Linked DNA regions of Ostrinia nubilalis: region 1 is linked to region 2. A link is a contact called in public Hi-C data. All regions are on one chromosome and are shown on one strand. Each heading gives the region's core, a stretch centred on a gene start, on an enhancer-like site or on the middle of the called end of the contact. The rest is flanking DNA. Distances are from core to core; before and after follow the strand shown. Region 1 holds the start of LOC135073850 (guanine nucleotide-binding protein G(q) subunit alpha). Region 2 holds the start of LOC135073835 (acidic leucine-rich nuclear phosphoprotein 32 family member A).

Region 1 (4,553 bases), core at 1,572-4,071, 210 kb after region 2:
ACAATATTTTCCTTAAAATAACAGTCCTAGAAAAAACACAAAAATTAATGCCTACAGAAGCCAAACTACTAACTTTTAAGTCGGCTCATTTTAGCGATCAGTTTATTTTTTGTCATTTTATAAGTTCTGGAGTTCGGGATGGGCAACTTATTACTTAATTTTGCTCTTACAAACTAAAAATAATATATAAATGAGGAATGATATGTTGGATTATACAATGATTATAAAAATATGTAATTTATAATTATTATGCAGTCATGGTTCAATTAATATTAGTAGTTAGAAGGTAGAAATAAAATAGTTATCAGTGCAGTTTTGTGGGTTTTTGGTAAAGCTATATTTATGACACCAAACCCAATTATTTCTCAAAATATAATTTAGTATTTGAGTTAAACTTAGCTATAACTAAAATAGTATTTTGAGCTAAACATACATTGTTAGATAATAAGGCAGTAAGTAAATAATATAATTGATTGCTCAAACGTAACCTGGTCCTAGTTAATATATTTGAGAAAATTTTTATAAGACTTGTAAAGTAGGTATTTTTGTTCTCATGAGATCATTATGTTCAATTATTTACTTGAACCAGACCTTGTGATCAGGTCAATTTACAGCATAACCTTGACCGAAACAATAAACGATTTGATAGAAAAATTCAAATCAAATACCTAAATGTTAATCAACTGTTCAGTATCAGTTGTATCAGTTCAATGTGTATCAGTGATAAATTTAGACCCTTTTTGAGCTACTGAAAATGGCCATAAAAATAGTTTTGGTTGGAATTGAATCCTACTGCATTAAATCGAATTATTTTTTTTTTATAGAGGAATATTAAACAAGAAAATCTTTAAAAGCTCTTGTTTGTAACAAGAAAGTTAGTGAGTCCAATTTATAGAGATATTGATCAACTTATATGACACTCATATTATGAGCTGATATAGTGCCCTTTCTCTCATTGTTTTAAAAATCATAGATGAGATGTCACACTAACCAAGGAATGTTATATTCATGCAATTTGACTGATTCTTTCCGAGTAATTAACAGCTTTTGTTCATATGTTACAAGCTGGAAAATGTTACTCTAACAAAAAATCAATTATAGCTAGAGAAGTCTCTTCTTATTCATTGATGTTGCATCTGATCTACTATTATTTTTATATGATCAAATTAATTATAACAATTAACAATACATTTTATACTTTCATTTTTCAATACTTCGGGGCAGAAAAGTGATATTGAAATACAATAATGCTTTATGCATTTCTTAATAGGGAAATCAAGTTATTTGAATGTTACTCTACAGATAAGGTAAACACTTCAAAGATAGATAAGCGTACAGACTCATCAGATCAGCAGCCATAATTATTTGTCAAGTTTAACTGGGGTCAACCCACTTTTTCCTCTTCCGTGCAGATTTACAAGCAAAGTAGGCATATTTATTGGTTCAATAAATCACACTTTGTTCTAGCAGATATTTGATTGCGAAAATAACTATTGAATTTACGTCAAAAATATTACAGTTTTTCAGACAAAAAACTGACATAATTTGCAACATTAAATTGGATTTGTAAAGCCCTATAAAATAAGTTTTCAGCTTGGTAATAATTTATTAATGTACTGTAAGCAAAATTATTTTTATGGTTAGTCGGTATGTTGCATTTCTCAAAAATATCAAGTACTACTCTATTATGCTTATTCATCTGGTAAGTAATAATTAGCTTAGTATTGGATGCACTAAATCTGCCATACCAATGATAACCTGTTTGAGGTTAGTAAAGAAATTTAACTTTGGGTACCATGTCCAACATGGAAAATAGTGTCTGAAAATAGTAACATAGCTAGAAAAAGACTCACCAAGCAGTAGCAGTTTGAGTTCTCTCCTGGCATCGCGTTTGTCCTTTCGGAGTTGCCGCTCTATCTCTTGATTGATTCTTTTCTGTTCTTTGGCTTCTTCTGACATGCAACACTCCATGATTCCTCAGAGCGGAGGGCCGCAATCCGTCCTCGCGCGCGGAGCCCTGTCCTTTCGGCAGGCCTTTCAACCGAGGCACACCACTCCTAGAAATTATATTACAATTACACTCTCATCTCACTTTACGTGTCACGAAAACCACCATTTCGCACTATTTCACGCACCGACGCGACGACGCGCGAACAATCATCCGAACTAAGAACTATTTTATACTAAAACCGACAATCCGGCGGTCACTGGGTGTGGTGACTTATGATCGGTCATATACATAAACGCTTCTGTCAACTGCCGACATAAACACTTCGAAATCCGTTTATATACGACCGTGGAACCTTGCGGAGCGATCGTATAATCTCGTTAATGTAACTAGATTCAAGAAACCTATGGCTATTCACCACACGTGTGTATTAATAAGATTAAAACTGTAAGCAAACAGCGGATTGATGATACCTAGGTAATCTACTGATAACTAGAACGGCCTATGTCTAGGTTACGATGTGACTCGCCAAGGCTCACTGCACGATATTTGAGGCACTGTTTTTGCATTTTTTAACTTATTACGTACCCAAATGTATATCCATAGGGCACGATCAACTGTTCCACTTCAATTTATTGCACTAACCACGATTAATCACTCAAGTCATACAACGTCCGCCTCTCAATATGGCGCTGGGAAATTTCGGGCGATAGATGTTCTGCGCGTGCGTTGTAAGAGTATTAGCAAATAAAAAATAGTTGTCTGGAATTCAGGGTGGATTTTAAAAAACTGCTAAAATGCGAAAATTAATTCAGTAAATGTAAATTTTGATTAATTGAAGACGAAAATTGAATTTAATTCCCATGTTCATCAAATTTAATGACAGATTATCTGTCAGTTGTCATTCAACTTTATTTCATTCATCATTTTTTGAAGTGATTTTTATCATTACTACGTTTTAATTTTTAATTTATAAATTAAAGTATATTTTTGAGAATTTAGAGATTAAATTCAGTATTTTATTTAAATAATTAAATAAATTAAATGACCGATAAATATATTTTAGCAGCATCACGACGTATTCCTTGATCACATTAGCGACGGAGCCGACAGAAAAAACAAAACAGTTGGCTGTCTATGCCAGTGGGTAGACACTTCTCATACAAAAACTAGTCTCTATATGTAGCAATTGATATACAACCTTATCCCTTAAGTAATAAAGTGCATTTTGGATTGATTTCACTATAGCAGGGGAACCCGCGGATCAATACCACCATACTAAAAATAATTGTTAGTGTCCTTATGTTGGTAGTATTGTTAGTTTGACAAATGAAAAAAAATGTCTGTCAATTGAGTTTGAGTTTTAAACCGGCGAATTGATTCGTGTGAAGTTATTTTTTCAGATTTGGTGCAATATTACTGTAAATAAACTTTTCTGTCGTTTACGTTGAGTTGATTAAGTTCCTCCGTATCGGGCGTGATAAAGTTTGCTGTTCAGTGTTATGTTTTTTGTGAGATAGAGACTCTTTTAAATAAGCTGTGTTTCAACTTCTACAGAAGTTTAAACTCTTATTTACTTTTCTGTTTAATGGGTATGTTATCTACTTACTTGAAATATTAGATCTATTACAAATCTATTTTTCATTAAAAACAACCCTATGTGATGAAAATGTAAATGTACTATCAAAACTGGTAAATGCATGAACCAGGGCATTGACACTGGTTGGAGAGAAATTATAGGCTTTGTTTAATTAATACCTATTTCATTTTAGGCTTCTACTGATAATGGAGAGTAGAAACAACAAGAAGTGCGTTATTTGTAATAAGAGGGGAAGTCGTGGTGGATCACCCTTACTTTTGAGTAGTTTTCCTCTGGATTCTGACCGGTAAGTTTCTAATAACACTCATTTATTACAAGATAATTTTACTGATTGTGTAAACTTAAAGGCTGGGATTAATATTTTTAATCATACAGTAAATAACCATAACCAATTTTTAATTTCAGTATTTTGTTTCGTACTCTGTAAATGAATTGCATAACAATACTAAAAGAAATTAGTTGATGAATAAATTTCAGTTTGTTATTCTTTTTCTTTTCTAATAGGTATTTCTTATTTCAGTTGTCGAATGTGGGTTAAAAATGCTGGCATAGAAGACTTAGCATATGTACCTATTGAAAAGTTACACCAACTGAAGTTTGTTTGTGGTGGGCACTTCACTCCTGAATCCTTCAATGCCAAAGGAACTCGGCTGAAGAACTCAGCTATTCCAACACTGGAATTGAGCAATCCCATCTTGCCAGATGAAGTTTTGACAGAGTTTCCTCTTCATGTAAAAGACTCCAATAAAGAAAACCTCAAGACAGGTATGATGATGACTTCAATTATTTTTTTTAAATTTAATTTACTATCTATCAATTTTTCTGAATTATTTAGATGTCTTAATTAATTTTCTTTGGTTTCCAAAACAAACCAACCGATTGCAATTTAACAAGGTTCTTTCTTTGTAACCACAAACATGTGTTGTACGCTTATCAATAAATAATATATAATTTCAATTATTAATTATATCTATACTTTGTTACAGTTCTTTATGATCATTCATA
Region 2 (5,203 bases), core at 1,260-3,759:
GACAGCGAAACTAGTAAAAATTCCAAGTAAATTGAAAGCTTATGGACTGTTACAACGAAAACGAGCGTATCTTTTGCAATAGGTCCGTAAATATCTGCGTTCAGAATGGTTTCTTCTTGATTGTGGAGATTAATCAAATGTGCAATACTGTTTGTATCTCTTGGCTGCTTGTGCCGTTTCTTTTCAAAGAAAATGTATTTTAAAGCTTCTTTGGGTATTTGCGACGCGACTTCGTTTTGGTGCAACTTCCTAGCCTTGTAAGCAAACAGTATTATAACAATTATGCAGAAAATCAATATTTTCTTTATGATGCCGATGTAGTACTCAATTTTATTGCGAGCCATTAAGATTATAGTGCTTATTATGAAATAAAGATAAATCCAAAACAACACTGATGTAAAATGTAAACAAGTTGCGACAACAACTTGCATGACACACACGTCTTCTGCCAAATTAGAGCATAGAGCGATAGAGCTTAGGCCATAAAAAAACAAAGATGTAGAGCATAAGTCGTGGACAGAGTTTCTCTATGTATGTACAGCATAAAATATACATAGGTAGACCAAAATAATTATAATCCATACATCACCGCTCTCTGCATTTCTATGTATCTATCTACCTCAAAAGAAAATATTATATTTCATAGCTCATAATATTCGTAGGGTGGTGGACGGGTGGTTATATCATACAATGGATCTGGTATTAATTTCACATTTCCCCCCAATAAATATTGCAAAAATTAAAAATAACAGGTACTAGCAAGAGAGACAATTTTATTTAAACCAGGAATCGAACCCGTGGCTATCAGCGCTGCGCACCAGTGGCGCCACACCGGGTCGACGGTCGCCGGATACAACAGTTAACTAGACTATATTTAAATAAAATCATAAGTTCTAATTTATGCTAGCTTTACGAGGGTGGTCTGAAAAGTTTCCGACCTCAACGTGAAGATGGCAGCACACATCAATTAAAGTCAGGGAATGTAATTGTGCATCTTTTGACAGCAACACTTCAAAGTTTCAGCCATTTTGGACGCGCGGTTTTTATTTGAAAGTCGTTTGAGTGAGTCGATGTGAGTATTTTTGTGAAAATGGAAAAAATCGAGTATCGAGCTGTTATAAAATATTTGTTTTTGAAAGGGAATACCCCTACGCAAATCAAAGATGAGTTAGATTCTGTGTACGGGGACTCTTCACCGTCATTTACCACAGTAAAATTTTGGGCAGCCAAATTTAAACGTGGCCGTAAGAGCTTGGGAGATGATGAACGTTCGGGACGTCCAAAAACTGTAACTACTGACGATAACATCGCTAAAGTTCACCAAATGGTGTTAGACGACCGCCGAATTAAAGTGAGAGAGATAGCAGAGGCAATGAAAATGTCCAAAGAACGTGTTTGTCACATATTAAATCAAGATTTAGGCATGGGAAAGCTGTCCGCGCGTTGGGTGCCGCGTTTGCTAACGTCAGACCAACGACGTGTTCGAATGAACATTTCCAATGCTCTGTTGGCGCAGTTTAGGCGCAATAAATCCGAGTTTTGGCGCCGACTAATTACTGTAGATGAGACTATGTAGAAAAATAAAAATAAATTTTAAGAAAAAAAATCTTGTATCTATGTTAGGTCGGAAACTTTTCAGACCACCCTCGTATTTATTACATTCTTACCTAAATACAGATAATAAATCACCTAGCAATAGTTACTATTGTACGGTTATTTTATTTTGCTGACAAAAAAACTGACTGACTGCCTTGAGGAACAAACACTCGCTCGGTGGTCAACGTGGTATTTTTACACAGTCACAAAATGAGTGGAATTTTATTTCATACACAACTTCTTTTTTTTAAGTTAATTTAGTATGACATATTTTGCTGTCGACCACTGTTCCTCCCAAGGTACTTACTTACCTACTTTTAAATTAATACTTACTTAATTTTTTTTCATACAAAGATGCATCATTTGCCATAATTACTGTCAAGTTTTAGTAATTTTGTTTCTTCAATTATTTATTATTAGGTAATTAGGTACATTGTGAAAAAAGTCATTTTTACAAGTCTGTATTAATTTTGGAAAACATTTTTTAACTCAACGTGGTATTTATTCTAAAACAGTAGTTTGTAAAACCGATGAAGTAAAATAATATCTAAACGTTCAATTCATTATTCTGAAAACTTTGCTAAAATATTCCTGGGTCCACGTCCTGGGCACTTGCTCTACCTACTTGCCACAATACCAGGAACACAATTTGTTTATAAATCCCGCCAAGCAGCGGTCAAAGCTGCCAACTGCGTAATACTACCAACACAACCATAAGAGGGTCTGGTAAAAGTGAACCAAACTTAATTTAAAGGAGTAAATAAACTAAAAACTATAGTTTAAAATTTATTTTTAAATTATTTATACCAATTTATAGAATTTACTATTAATGTATGGTTTCAAATGTTATCTTTTGAGATATTAAGACACTCAATGACTGTACTTCCGGTTGCCATATTTTGCCACCAGACAGCGCCACAAGCGCGACGTCACTCGTGTATCTATAGTTTCCTTCTGTTTTGAAACCCAAGCTTAGTGAATAGTTCCTTGAGAAATATTGTAAAAGCGTTTGAGAAGTGAAATAAAGTGTAAAATACCAAAATCCACAAGATGGAAAAGAGGGTCGCCTTGGAGCTAAGAGGAAGGAATCCTTCACAGGTAATTATTCTCTATTTTCCGATAAATTGGAATGTTTTGTCGATACGTATTTCGTCAGGTACATAGATGTAATACGTAAAAAATGGGAATACTTTCAATAGATGGTTGTTTTTGTGGGTTCTTCATGATATTTCGTGAATCAAGTATGTAAATCCATTTCCTAATTGGATATGTGGCGCTATTGTATACAGAAAATTGGCCATTACCGACTGTTACGTTTCATTCATGTGCACATATTTATTACAGATGTATTTTACATATTTGTAAAGTTCTGATAATACTACTAGTTTAGGCTTATGACCCATAATCAGAGAACACTCATGTGAGGTTCTTTAGCAGGTGGAATCATTTCTTTTGTAAATATTCACATATTGAGGTTAAGTGTCGAAACGTACGAATTTACGTGGATTAGACCTATTTATGATCCTAATCTGTAAAACAGTAAATTAAATTGTCTGAATTCTATTGATTTCACTTCATAATGTGAAATTAAAGTAGTAATCATCACCGAAACCCTATTGCATTTCAAAAATAGGGCTCATTGATTATGGCTTGTCAATGTCAATACATTTTTGTGAAGCCAATTTATCGTGTCTATCTTCTCTAAATTAAGCGTGAACAACATTACAATAAATCTATACAGTTCATTTAATTATATCCACATTGCTACCGCAAGGGTTTCTATTCTAAACTAACTAGGTGTTCGGCATAATTTCGCGCCCTTTCACTCTACTTGTTATTTTATCCGCAATAACTACGATTGAAGTGCGTTAGATCAATGAATTTAATTAAGACATAAGATTTTTATGTAGATAGCTTTTTGAAGAGTTTATCTCATTCTATTAGCACATTTTTGTCTGCAGTCATTGACGCACGCCTTACCAATACATACAGCGGCCATTTTTATTGCGTCGCGATGATTCGTGTCATCCGCCATTGCAAAACGAAAACGATTTCAACTCTATACGCAAAATACAACACATAAATAACATATTGTGGTATAAATAGCTTCACGAACACATCCCATTGATATTTCAATCAATATTTCTCGAAAAAAGACACTCATTTCTCAGATTTTAGCAACTGCGCCAGTCGCTTTGACAACTCACACCATTTTGACGTTTCTCGCTCTACTATCAATAAAAATAACCATCAAGCCAGTTTCAATACTTATTTTATCAATTAATCGAAATTCTTTACCAATTCGAGCCCTTTTTCGTCGTAAAATCCTACCATATTTTTATATATTGAATCCACTTTCAAAAACCGACGTATACAGATCTTTGTATGTTCTGGAAACATGCTCGAAACACTGTTGTTAAGTAGGTATAAATACGTACCTACCTAGGTACTTTATTATGTACCTACTCTAGCTATGATAAGTCCATGCTGTCGGATTATCACATCACAAGTCTCAACAACTACCTATGACCTACCTACCATATTTAACTAAAGCAATAATTGACACTATAATGTATTAGGATCAGCATTTAAGCAATATTTAAGCCCCATATTACGAAACGGCGTTATAGCTAAGTAGTTGACTAGATGCATAAATTAATTTTTAGAATTTTAATTATATCAATCTTAGGAGGAATCATATTAAGTATATGAATTTGAAGTTTGAGCTTTTTGACTGTTTCACTTAGTCCTGTAATTATTATTACCTTGTTGAAGGAATAATAAACCAAAAACATAATAATTTTGATATTCTTATAAATACTCAACAGCATGTAGTAAACCCATGTAGCAATGCTCCATTTTCTAAAATCCAAAAAATGCTTCTATTTCAGGTGAAAGAGTTGAATCTGGACAACTGTAGAAGCACCAACATCATCGGCCTCACAGATGAGTACACCAACTTGGAAATACTAAGCCTGAATAATGTTGGACTCACAACCCTCAAAGGTTTCCCAACACTTCCAAAACTCAGGAAGCTGGAACTCTCTGACAACAGAATATCCAATGGCCTCAATTTCCTCAATGGCTGCAAGAAGTTGACACACCTGAACCTATCGGGGAACAAAATCAAAGATTTAGAAACACTGAAACCCCTGGAAGAGTTTGAGTATCTGAAGAATCTTGATCTTTTCAACAATGAAGTCACAGGTATCGACGACTACAGGAGTAAGGTGTTCGGTTTACATCCATCATTAAAATATTTGGATGGGTAAGTTCATATCATAACACATACTTAAATACAATAATAAGAATAACATTAATCCCCTTGATACTTTCTGTGACTATTTTTATGAATGTATTTATATTTTATCATTCCAGATTTGACAAAGACGATGGTGAAGTTGAGGACAGTGAAGAAGAAGACGAATTGAATGGAAACAATGATAGTGACGAAGAGAGTAAGTATTAATAAGGAAATTCTGTCTACTGATAAAATGGTCTTGGTACTGCTGGCAGCCACAAATTACTTTAAATGTCTGCAACATTTAATTATTTGACAGCAAAATACTCCTAGCTGTATCTGATTTAATTTTATTATTTTTTTAAT

What was found. A called contact is a pair of places that touch in the nucleus more often than the background predicts.
Region 1: a contact with region 2 is called in a Hi-C map of whole larva, with 2.8 times the contacts expected there. The contact joins the promoter of LOC135073850 here to the promoter of LOC135073835 in region 2. A contact is called at or near these places in 2 of 5 Hi-C or Micro-C datasets (whole body and whole larva).

Annotation. Positions count from the first base shown.
Region 1 is chr8:7,381,371-7,385,923 of ilOstNubi1.1, forward strand. LOC135073850 (guanine nucleotide-binding protein G(q) subunit alpha) reads right to left here and starts at 2,822. Exons shown (of 9, transcript XM_063968071.1): 1 at 2,537-2,822; 2 at 1,854-2,057. The coding sequence starts at 1,971.
Region 2 is chr8:7,169,299-7,174,501 of ilOstNubi1.1, forward strand. LOC135073835 (acidic leucine-rich nuclear phosphoprotein 32 family member A) reads left to right here and starts at 2,510. Exons shown (of 7, transcript XM_063968039.1): 1 at 2,510-2,694; 2 at 4,488-4,864; 3 at 4,975-5,054. The coding sequence starts at 2,647.